3 separate regions of the Mus musculus genome follow, and regions 1 and 2 are each linked to region 3. A link is a contact called in public HiChIP or PLAC-seq and Micro-C data. All regions are on one chromosome and are shown on one strand. Each heading gives the region's core, a stretch centred on a gene start, on an enhancer-like site or on the middle of the called end of the contact. The rest is flanking DNA. Distances are from core to core; before and after follow the strand shown. Region 1 has its middle 8.4 kb from the start of Cibar2. Region 2 holds the start of Jph3 (junctophilin 3). Region 3 holds the start of Fendrr (Foxf1 adjacent non-coding developmental regulatory RNA).

The links. Hi-C and Micro-C count contacts between places; a contact is called where the count stands out from the background. HiChIP or PLAC-seq counts read pairs in DNA pulled down with a chosen protein or histone mark.
Region 1: an H3K4me3 HiChIP or PLAC-seq map of embryonic forebrain shows a contact between it and region 3, with 4 times the contacts expected there. The contact joins the enhancer-like site here to the promoter of Fendrr in region 3. A contact is called at or near these places in 1 of 39 promoter capture datasets (pre-B cells), 6 of 484 Hi-C or Micro-C datasets (the G1E-ER4 cell line, cortical neurons and embryonic stem cells), 3 of 115 datasets of contacts at active chromatin or transcription factors (embryonic forebrain, embryonic stem cells and forebrain) and 1 of 9 other capture datasets (embryonic stem cells).
Region 2: a Micro-C map of embryonic stem cells shows a contact between it and region 3, with 4 times the contacts expected there. The contact joins the promoter of Jph3 here to the promoter of Fendrr in region 3. A contact is called at or near these places in 4 of 39 promoter capture datasets (HPC-7-derived erythroid cells, erythroid cells and liver) and 1 of 484 Hi-C or Micro-C datasets (embryonic stem cells).

Annotation. Positions count from the first base shown.
Region 1 is chr8:120,184,035-120,187,791 of GRCm38.p6, forward strand. No RefSeq gene overlaps it. Among named protein-coding and RNA genes, the nearest start is that of Cibar2, 8.4 kb to the left of the region's middle. Within about 2 kb of position 1,372, at least 60 of the 459 cell types and tissues checked have an H3K27ac peak or open chromatin away from gene starts, as enhancers often do. A contact at or near this core is called in embryonic forebrain and forebrain, where this site is marked.
Region 2 is chr8:121,728,145-121,731,869 of GRCm38.p6, forward strand. It overlaps Jph3 (junctophilin 3), which reads left to right and starts at 2,415. Exons shown (of 5, transcript NM_020605.3): 1 at 2,415-2,860. The coding sequence starts at 2,479. It overlaps Gm46065 (predicted gene, 46065), which reads right to left and starts at 2,333. Exons shown (of 3, transcript NR_165833.1): 1 at 1,653-2,333.
Region 3 is chr8:121,081,197-121,084,877 of GRCm38.p6, forward strand. It overlaps Fendrr (Foxf1 adjacent non-coding developmental regulatory RNA), which reads right to left and starts at 1,914. Exons shown (of 6, transcript NR_045471.2): 1 at 1,778-1,914. It overlaps Foxf1 (forkhead box F1), which reads left to right and starts at 3,190. Exons shown (of 2, transcript NM_010426.2): 1 at 3,190-3,681. The coding sequence starts at 3,203.

The DNA of each region.
Region 1 (3,757 bases), core at 122-2,621, 900 kb before region 3:
GCAGGTTGCTTGCTGTGTAAGTGGTAGTGACTGACTACCTACTGTGTGCCAAGACACATGCTGAGCACTTTGCCCACAATGGGCCACGAATGCTCTCCCACCCTTTATCAAGAACGCTCCACATGTCTCTCAGGCAGGCTGGGGAGTCACCCTGTCAGTTGCTCTGAGCATCCCGGTCCTGGCTACAGCCAAGGCTCTGTGTTCTATTGCTGCTCCATGTGCAGAACAGTTGTTTCTCCACCTGCCCAGAGACCAGGGACCTGTCACGATCTGCCTCCCTATTCCTACAGTCCCCAGGACCTGGAAGTGACCAGCGTGCTACAACAGAAGTATCTTTGCAGACATGCACGAATGAGTAGTTGAGTGTGCCTTAGTGCCAGACCTTAGAAGCACCCTTGGGAAGCCCGAAGGCCCCTCCCACAGGTGGAAGCTCGGTATTAGCTATATAGGGTCAGCATCTCCTTGGGAGGCCTGTCCCGAGGTTGGGTGGCAAACAGCCCAGAAGGGGCCTCAGGGTGGGGACGGCCCCTCCCACTCGGCCGCCTTGGCGCCTAGGCTTTCCCCAGCTGGTCCCATCTGTCTCAGGCTCCTCAGCCACCAGAGAGCTCTAAGTAGCATGGCTCACCTTTCACACAAGGGACTCCCTCCTTTGCAGCCTTTTGGCACTCACCCCCCCACCCCCGCACCCCTTCCCCACCTCTCCCTCTGGTTACATTCCACTTACAATCTGGATTGCAGGAGGGAAAAAGACGGTGGGGAAATGTGTGTGTGTGTGTGTGTGTGTGTGTGTGTGTGTGTATGTGTGTGTGTGTGTGTGTGTGTGTGTGTGTGTGAGTGTGTGTGTGTGTGTTGGGGCATGGCAGGGACGGGGAGTGGGGTGGGCTAGCTGGGACAGGACTCAGGATGTTGAATGCCACTCTTCCCACCCACAGGCTCACCCCTGGCCAGGTGAGGAGCCTTCTTTCCACAGACTGCAGCTGCCAGGCTGGGCTCTCTGCTCTAGGCAGGGGGCCAGAGGCAGGACACTGAGCCAGAGACAAAAGACAGGAGTGGAGGCCCTCGGTATTTTGTCATTTCTCCTCACTCAGGGAGGCTAGGTACTGCTGGGGAGGTGATTAAACTCCCCAAGGGAACCTGGATCCACTGGACAGGCTATCCAGCCTACCCCTGGGCTTCTGTCTTTCCTCAAGAGTATCTTTCCCAAAGAAACATACAAAGACACTGTGCAGGCTAGCGACCTGGCTCCTGTATCTTTGCTACTCTGAGACTCTCCAACGGCTCCAAGAACAGCAGCGGCGCCCTGTCTTGAGCACAGTTGGTGGCTGGACTGTGCTCAGAGACCTGAGTACACGCCGCCCCTCCCCCACTCTTTATATCTGGAGAAGCCTGAAACACAGCTGTACCACATAATGAATTGTGAGCGCTTTGGCTCCTCACTGGGCCCCAGGGGCCTCCTGCTGGCTCCGATGCCAGGGCAGTGCTGAGGAGGTGGCTGCGGCTCTCAGCATCCCAGTGCACACGGAAGGGGCTGGAGCACGCATGTGCGGATGCACTCTAAATGTCCCTCTCCAGGTGGTTTTATCCAGCAGAAGCACAGCACGGGAGTATTTCTCCTTAAGTCACCTCACTTCCCTTCTGGGTCCCCTAGACTTGGCCCCAGTCCAGGAGGGATGCGTACACAGGCAGAGCCCTCAGGTGGAGCCTCTACATTGTCTGGAGACAGCTACACGCCAGAGGGCTGCTATGCTCTGGGCTAGAGGAACAGTCCAGGCCCCACCCTGACCTCGCCCATTCAGACAGGGATCCTGCTGCTACGGCCTTAGTTTGCCCAACTGAAGAATGGGTGACCATCCTGCCAAGTCACTTGGGGACATGTTGATACACAGTAGGCATTCATGTGCATCTTCCTGAAGATTTGCAGGTAAACAGTAGGCACTCAATAAGTGTTCCCCTGTCTTCTTGCTGCTGTGGCAGATGGAGGCACACCACACACAAATTATGTCCTTTTCCCTGTCTTCTCGTTCTGTGGCATTAGGCACAGGCACTCCAGAGCTCAGTTCTCAGGGACCCTTTCCCACTCCCACAGTGACCCTGGGCCATGTCCTGCTCTGGGATGTTTCCCTGCTCCATCTATTAGTGTCATGAATATCAAGGCAGAGAGGAACCCTGCCCCAGACTTGACGTCAGCACCCAACCTAATTGGTCCTGGAACCTCGGGAGTCCAGTGTGCCGAGCCCGCGGTGGCAGTGGGAGGCAAGGCTTGTTTGCACCCATGGCTTGAAGTGAAGGCTTTGTCTTCATGGCTCTTGGCACAGACACCTTGCCCTGGGCGTGCTCTCTCTCTCTCTCTCTCTGGTGTAGAAATCTGACTTATCACTTTCTTGGGGGGAGAGAGAGAGAGGCATGAATATTTAATGACCCCACTGCTAAGAGGCCTGGTGGAGGCCCTGAGTGAGTGAATGGTTGGCTTTCTCTTCAGGACAGGCTACTCGGGGTGCCAGACAGCCAACTCCTCCCCTCCTGCCTTTCATCACTGCGTGGCCCTGAGCCATCAGGCCCTGTACCCTGATGTCTTGGGGTGCTGGTGAGCTTGGGTCAGGTCTCAACTCCCAGGCATCCCGTGTTTTCTTTACAAGAGACATGGGCGGCAGTGGCAGTGGGTGGTGGCAGGTCAAGTCCCCTGGCCAAGAAGGAAGGCCTGTGGCTGCCGGCTAGAACATTCTGCCCCATGCGAGCCAAGAAATTCCAAAAGAAACACCGCAGTGTCCAGCTTGGGAGAGGCGGAAGGGGACTTCCTCTCTGAGTGGCCTCTGAGGTCTCAGAGCCTGATGGGTGGGGGCCCTCTGGCAGCCAGAATGGGGGTGGGGGCTGGGGGGTGCAGAGACAGGAAATGGGGAGATTCTCAGGTCAAGTGTCTCAGGTTCACTGTCTTCCCCCGTGGGAGATCTTGCAGCCAGCTATAGTTTGCTTCTTGAGTGGGTAAACTGAGGCACCAAGATGCCCTCTCTATGTCCCGAATTACAGAGCAAACTTGCAGCACATCTGGACATCACAACTTCAGATGTAACACCCGGTAGCCTTAGCACACCAAAGGCTCATGAGACAGACAGACAGACAGACAGACAGACTGACAACAGGCTCAGGCAGGCAACATTTGTAAGTTACTCTGTTAGTCATATGCCATCCACAACAGCGCAGCTCGCCTGAAGGTCTGTGTACAATAGAACATGAGCTAAGAGAAGAATCCAGGCTGTGCTTGTGTGTGTGTGTGCGCGCGCGCGCGCACGCTCGCGCACGCACACAGGTGCACACAGAGGCCAGGGGAGGGTGTCACAGCCTTGGTGCTTCGGTTACAGGTAGTTGTGAGCTGCATAACAAAGGTGCTGGAAACCACACTTGGGTGCACTGAAGAGCAGGCTTCAGGCCAGACCTTCTTGGTATTATTATTGTTGTTGCGCGTGAGTGTGCATAGGCATGCACACACGGGGCACTTACACACTGGGTGTGTGCGACACAGCGGGAGTGTGGAGATCAGTAGGCAGTTTTGTGGGGCTCTCCTTTACCTACAGGTGGGTCTCAGGAATTGAACTCAGGTCACCGGAATTGCACAGCAAGCTCTTTACCCATTGAGCCTTCTTGCCAACCCTGGCCTCCGTCTTTAAGGACACTTCGTTCCAGAGCCAGACCTGGGAATGTTCCCAGAGGTCTCAGCTTCATGCACAGCCCATTCCCCACTGGATCCTAAATCCCACCAGAC
Region 2 (3,725 bases), core at 1,165-3,664, 650 kb after region 3:
TTCCTCTGAAATGCAATCAATACCTCCAGCCCTACTTTATGGGGCAAACGGTTCCAAACTGCACAAACACGCCTCAAATGTCTTTGCTCCAGAGACCAGAGCAAGTCACACGGCCTGAGTGACCCTGGCAGTGGGAGATGAGAGGTGGGGTTCAGGGGAGGGTGGGCAGAATGGCAGAGAGCAAAAGGCATGTGTGGTTGGGGGTAGCAGTACCCAGTATCTGGCTGGAGACCAGCATCACTTACCAGAGGGAATGTATTTGCCATGCAGTGCTGTGTGAGCAAGGGCTGCAGAGTCAGCAAAAGGGGGGCAGGAAATAAAATGGAAGACACAGTGTGTTGCCAGGCATGGTTTATCCCTACAGTGTAGGGGAAGGAGTGGCAGGTTGAGAGCTCAGCCTCCCCATCACGATCCCAGTGACAGTCCTACTCCCTCACCCTCACTGGATGCTGGATACCTGGTCCTTGGATTCTCACTGGGACTCAACTAGAACTGTTAGTCCCATTTTACAGGTCAGGCAACTGAGCACAGAGACATGAAGTGGCTACCCAAAGCCACACAGCCTGGAATCAGGATGTGAAGCCCAGCCTATAGAAGATGAGTCTGTGGCCCACTTGACCACATCCTCGTAATAAGCTAACAGACTCATCCCACTGGCTCATAGTCCATTAACACATTGGAACACACAGAAACAAAGTCTGGGAGATTGGAGATTTTCTGCCCTCCAGGTATACGGCAGGCTGATGTGTGTCTGCTTGGTGATGGTGGGCTATGCATGCTAACTTCCAATCAAGTCCAAGATGTGATGCACCCTGAAGTCCACCATAGGCCATTTGAAGGCAAACCCTGACTCAAGGACCAGAGTGGCTGGAAACCTCGGATACAGAACAGGAACTGACAGCTTCTCAAAGCCTTTGGGGAGAAAAGAGGATGCCACCATCTGACTGGTGGGCCTTAAGGAGAGGTTGTTGTGCTTAAGACAAGGAGTTGGGGTTGGGGTTGAGATCTGGGGTTCTGGAAGCGCCCCGATGACCCCGGCTGGCTGCAGGTGCCACCATGCACCTCTTTTGCTCCCAGTCAGGGACTCCCCACCACCGGGGCTTACTGGGTCTCTTGTCACCACCAACCCCCACTAACCCCAACCCTGTGCAACTGTGAAGCCATGCAGACCCCCTCCTCCTCAGCCCACTGCAATGCCCGCTGCCATTCCCTGCATGCAGTCCGGGAGGGCAGGGGATGTGGGCTCCTGTCTTCGGATTGATGGTCCAGGAAATGCATTTTCAATTAGTCCCATGATGCTAGCATCTCTTGGTGGGGGTGGGTAATGAGAGAGAGAGAGAGAGACAGAGAGAGACAGAGAGAGAGAGAGAGAGAGAGAGAGGGAGAGAGAGAGACCTAGTAACCGCGGAGTGGTAACCCCAAAGAGCGACAGCTTCTGGAGTGGGGGGGATACCTGTTGGCCAGGGCGCAAGGCCCACGGGATTGGGGTGGCTTTGCTCCAAGATGCAAACGTGTGACCCAACTTTCTATTAATTTTTAGAGGGGCTAAACGCTATTCGCTAAAGGTGTGTTTTCGAAGGTGAGCGCCTCCCCGGGGACCCCCCAGCGGCCCTGAAAGAAGGAGGAGAGAGTGTGTCACAGGGAGAAACCACCTGTGGTTGGCAGGAGCCTCTCAGTCAAGTCGTGGCCCGCACGGGCCGCGGTGCGGGTGTCCCCGGAGGTAGCGGGGTGGGGACCGCGCGGCCCTCGATTGCCTGCGGCGCCCGCGCCTCCTCCCGGCTCCCCACCGCGGCGTGCGCTCGCGGTGCCCGGTTCCTTCCCGTTACGCAGTTCCTGTCCCTTTAAATCCCAGCCCCTGGCAGCGGAGACTGGGGCGCGCCGGCCGGACCCCGGGCCAGGGGAGGGGCAGGGCGCCCCGGGGTCCTCGCGTGCGCGCGCGCGCGCCCGCCAGCGCCCCTCTCCAGGCGGCCGCGCGCTTGCCGGGGCTCGGAGCGCAAGCCGCCGCCGCAGTGCCGCTGCCCGGTCCGGCCGGGATCGGTGCAGCCGCGCGCGCCGCCGCCCGCGGGCCCCGCCGCCCGGGCCTGAGCCGCGCCCCGCGCCCTCCCGCTCCCGGGGCGCGCGGCGAGGGGCCCTGGCGGCGAGGTGGAGCCGCGGGCACCAGCCGCTCCCCCGCCCTGCGCCGCCCCTCCCCCGCCTCCTCCCGGTCCTGTCTCCAGCGGGAGCGCGAGACGCTGGTCAGGCTCCGGCGCAGCTCGAAAATGAACAATCGCCGCTGGCGGACCTAGACGCCGCCGCCGGTCCGCGCGCGGGGTCGCGGGCGTGCTTCGTCCTCCCCCCCCCCACCCCCCCGAAAAGAGCATCGCAACAAAAAGCCAGCCAGCCAACCAAGACTCCGGTTTGTTGATCGCCTTGTTTCTTTTTTTTTTTTTTTTTTTTTTTTTTTCACCGCTTGCGGGATTCGCAAACCGCGTTACATGCATGTCCAGTGGGGGTAGGTTTAATTTTGACGATGGAGGGTCCTACTGCGGAGGCTGGGAGGACGGCAAGGCGCACGGCCATGGCGTCTGCACCGGCCCGAAGGGCCAGGGCGAATACACCGGCTCGTGGAGCCACGGCTTTGAGGTGCTGGGCGTCTACACCTGGCCAAGCGGCAACACGTACCAAGGCACCTGGGCGCAGGGCAAGCGCCACGGCATCGGCCTGGAGAGCAAGGGGAAGTGGGTGTACAAGGGCGAGTGGACGCACGGATTTAAGGGGCGCTACGGGGTGCGGGAGTGCACGGGCAACGGAGCCAAATACGAAGGGACCTGGAGCAACGGACTGCAGGATGGCTACGGCACGGAGACCTACTCGGATGGAGGTAGGTGCGGGCGGCAGGCGGCGGGGGCGGGGGGAGGAATGAGGACCGTCCCCCTCTTTCTCCTTCTGTTTATCTCCCGGGAAGTTGAGCCTCGCCTTCCAGTTGGGCTGTGGGCTCCTGGGGCATCTCCTAGATTCCCAGGAGGCCTCAGCGGGCCCCTGGCCACAGGTTGCCCCACGCTTGATGGGGACAGTGGCCCATGCCAACCCAAGGAAGGGTTGGGGGCTCTCCAGCAGCAGGGCCCGGCCCCTGCCGCAGCAGCCGAGCCAAAGTCTCAGCATATCCTGAGGAGCAGGCCAGAGATCTGCACCTGCCAGAAGGCCAGGCCGGGTCCTCCGCCACCTCTGGGACCTGCCAAGGCTGGAGGGGGCTGGAGGTAGACCCTTCCCCTCTTTTGGCATTGCCTTCCTGGTATCCCCAGAGTCAGACCCTCGTTGGTTTCTTGTTTTCCTGCGGTGCCCAGGGCCTCCCTCAGTCCTAAAGCAACCCAGGCCAATGGAGAGGGAGCGCTGGGAGCGCCAGAGGCGGGGGATGCCGACCAAACCAAACAGCAAGGCAATAAACTTCTAGGTGGTTGGACACAGGCTGTCGAAGCAGGCTGCTGAAGGGAGGGAGGGAGGAGGCCCATCTGTTTAGCGGGAGCCCAGGAATCTGGCCATTCAGTGGCTGAATCATTTTCACCTTTAGTTTAGGGAATCGCTCTGCGCCTCCAGTGTAAGATGCCACCACAGTCAGGGCAGAGCCGGTGCCGGAAGCCAGGCAACTACCAGTGTGATGGTTTCTGTTCAGAAGTCCCGGTTGGCTTGGCAGCCTTCACTCCAATGTCACCACTCCTCAGCAGCGCTGAGACCTCGGGAATAGTTTT
Region 3 (3,681 bases), core at 664-3,163:
TTAAAGGGAGAAACTTGGCTCCATACAAAATGGTCTAGGCTGGGACCATCCAGACTTGTGAGTGATCCTACACTGAAATATGGGGGGGGGGGGGGGAAGCGGTCCCCGCGGCCTCTTAGGAGGGAGGCATGATGACCCTGCTCCTGAAGTCAGTCTCATCCTAGTTACACAAAATGACCAAGAGCTTGGCTTCCTCCCACCCCCTCCCGCCCCAGTTTCAGTTGACACTTTATAAAAGCATCGGTTGGAGATAGTTTATGGGGCCAGGAGACTCGTCCAGCAAGGGAAGCCACTGATAGAGCCCTATGACTGAACCTCCGTTTCTCCTCTTTAAAAATGTGGGATTCAGAGAGATCTCAAAGTGTCTGCGAGCTGTTTCGAGACACATAGGCAACTCCCCCCAACCCTCATTGCTTTATAACTGTAGAGGGTCATCCAAGCTATAGGCTTTCAGGGTTCCTACCCTCTTGGGTACCCACTTCCATCTCTCTCCTCAGTGGAAAGTGGGAATTCGGGCTGAGCCTCAGGCAACTGGGCTCCCCTGACCCTCCCCCTCACAGGCAGCCTTAGGAGGTAGGCCTGAAGACTGAAGGGCAAATGAAACTTCAGTTTCCTCCCCTGAAAAGGAAATTTCTCTACAAAATACCCTAAAGAGCCTCTGACAGCGGTCTGTGGGAGTTCGGGAAGGGGGGCAGATCTGGAGGTCACCTATGGGCACACATCCTTTAACTGGAAAAGAGCTTCACGTCCCCTCGATTTGGAGGCACCCTTGATCTGAGGTCAGAGGCAAGGCTGGACTGGGGCAGCATGCAAAATACAGCCTGTGCCGGCTCGGAAAATGGGCGCCTTCCTCAGCTCACTTCTCGCTAAAGGCCAGCTATGTAGCGCCCTTCTGAGAACTTCCCTCCCTGAGGTACAGCCCAGAGTCCTCAGGTCTGCAATTGCCAGTGTAAGAGGAAAAAAAAAAAAAACAAACCGTAAATAAAAAGAAAATAATGGAGAGGAAAAGAAAGGAGAAAGGGGGGGAGAAGAAAACTTGGGGGTGTGGGAATGTGTGGCCTGGGGTGGAAGGGTGCGCTCTGGCCTACAAGGCCCATTCTTGTGATCCTGTGGCTCTGTGTGGGCGAAGGCACAGTCCAGCAGCGTGCAGGCTACATGTGGTGCGCCCTTCCAGGGTGGGGCCCCTTAACTGTACTTAAGTCCCGTGAGAAGGCAGACGCCAGTCTGTGGATGGTGCTGAGGGGTGCTGTCTAGGCCGACTGTGTGGCGCAGAAGCCGGCTTGCTAGAGCGTCTATGTGCACGAACACATAACCACACATAAGCGTCCACCTCCCTTCTTCCTCCCTTTTAATTTAGTTGGACCACAGAGTTCTAAAGTCTGTCCTGGAGAAAGGAACGGGATGGCGACTCTCGCCTCCTGCGAACCCGGTTCTGCCAAAGGAGGCAGCTACAGAGCAACAACCTAAGTCAGTAAGCCCCCAGACCCTCGCACAGATGTGCCAGGCGCCTCGAAGACGACAAGGCGCCTACCACCAAAGCTGAAGGCGTGGGGGTGGGGAGAAGATGGGGAACCGAGAATCCAAAGAAACTTGAGGCCAGCGGGCTTTGAAGGAGACCCGCAGACATCTCTTCTTGCAACTCGCGCCAGGGCGCAGCCGCCTAGCTCCAAGGTCCCTCGCACCAACTCCTGTAAAGGTCCCCTTCGTCACCCGCCCTGCCACTAGGGCTTCCCGCGCGCGCGCGCGCGTGTCTGGGCTGCGGAAGGCCCACACTCACCTGGTTTCGAGCGCGCAAGTCCACCTGGGATCGTGAATCGTCCTGCGCCCCGCATCATCTCTCCAAGGCCGCGACCCCGCAGCCAGGGCCGCTCCCTGACGCGCTCCCCGCCTGCGCCACCCGCTTTCCGGAACCCGGCCTGGCGCGCAGCGTCGGAGGCCCCGCGGCGGCGGCAGGCCGAGCCCATAGGGGCATCAGGCCAACTCCCCCCGCGCCCGCGGGCTTCTCTACTCTTATTATTAAAGGATCCCCCGGAACGTGTTTACGTTGAGCCTTGTAAACTTCCTGCCCCGGACTTTGCCATCTCTCAGGAAATCAGAACCTGCGCTTGTAAAAGGGGACACGGGGCCGCGGGGCCAACTAAGCGGATTTCAGAGTTAAGCGTGGGGGGAGGGGGCTCCGAGGAGACTTTGCTCTGTGAATTCAGATCTGAGAGTGGCAGCTTCCCGGGGGACCCTGGGGAACGTGAGTGGGGAGCGCACTGGTGCAAGCCTGCGCGTCTAAGTTGGTGATTAGAGGATTCGCTTGGGGGCATCGTTGTGTGTGCGCTCCGGGCGCGTGTTAATGCACGCGTGTGCGCGCTTTCATGAATGAGTGCACGAAGCCGCCTGCTAGGGAACCTGTGCGGTTCGTGGCACTGCACGACCTGAAGCCACTCTCCGGGTCCCGCTTGCAGCGCTTGGAGACAAAGCGCCCGCTAAGCCGCCTGCGGTTTCGTTTTCCGCCCGCCCGCGCTCGGCTGGGGCAGTGGCTGCAGCGCGGTTGGGCGAGTCCGAGGAGCGCCGGGCGCCGGCGCAGCGCTTCCCAGGGCGGGGAGTGAGGGGAGGCGGTCCCTCTCGGGAACTTACGCCGTCCTGCCCCGGGGGCCGGGAACCCAATCGCTCTCTCTGCCCGCGCTGGTCACGACCCAAGGCCTCCGCCACCGCCGCAGCCCAGCGCGCCGGGAAGACCGGAGTCCCGGGCGCGTGTCCAGCCCGGTCATCCGGGCCTAGGAGGCGGGGACCGGCACACCGGGTCCAGGTCGGCAGAGGCGGGGCAGGCTTCGCAGTCCGGGGAGCGGGGGTGGAGGGGGGCTGGGGACGCGTGGGGAGGGACCTGGGGGGCTTGAGCCCACTGAATAGCTACGGGGGATCGGACACTGCAGGCTGCGGGGGCGCAAAGGCGTGCACCGGCGGGGGGGGGGAGTAGGCGGGGGGGGCGGTGCCGGGCCCCCTGATGCGCGTGGCCTCCCGCAGGGAGGAGGAGGAGAATAGCGCGCCTGGGGAGGGCGGGCTTGCGGGGGAGGCGCGCTCGGGAGCCGCAGTGACGGCAGAGGTGCAGCCGCCCCGCGCAGCCCCCTCCCCTCCCTCCCCTCCTGCTCCTCCTCCTCCTCCCGGCTCGGCAGCGCAGAGCAGCGGCGGCAGCGGCGGCGGCAGCAGCCACCCGATGTCCGCGCCCGACAAGCAGCAGCCGCCGCACGGCGGGGGCACAGGAGGAGGCGGCGGCGCGGGCGGCCAGGCCATGGACCCCGCGGCGGCGGGCCCCACCAAGGCCAAGAAGACCAACGCCGGCGTGCGGCGGCCGGAGAAGCCGCCCTACTCGTACATCGCGCTCATCGTCATGGCTATCCAGAGCTCGCCCAGCAAGCGCCTGACCCTCAGCGAGATCTACCAGTTTCTTCAGGCGCGCTTCCCCTTCTTCCGCGGCGCCTACCAGGGCTGGAAGAACTCCGTGCGCCACAACCTGTCGCTCAACGAGTGCTTCATCAAACTGCCCAAGGGCCTCGGGCGACCCGGCAAGGGCCACTACTGGACCATCGATCCGGCTAGCGAGTTTATGTTCGAGGAGGGCTCGTTCCGCCGGCGGCCGCGCGGCTTCCGAAGGAAATGCCAGGCGCTCAAGCCTGTGTACAGCATGGTGAACGG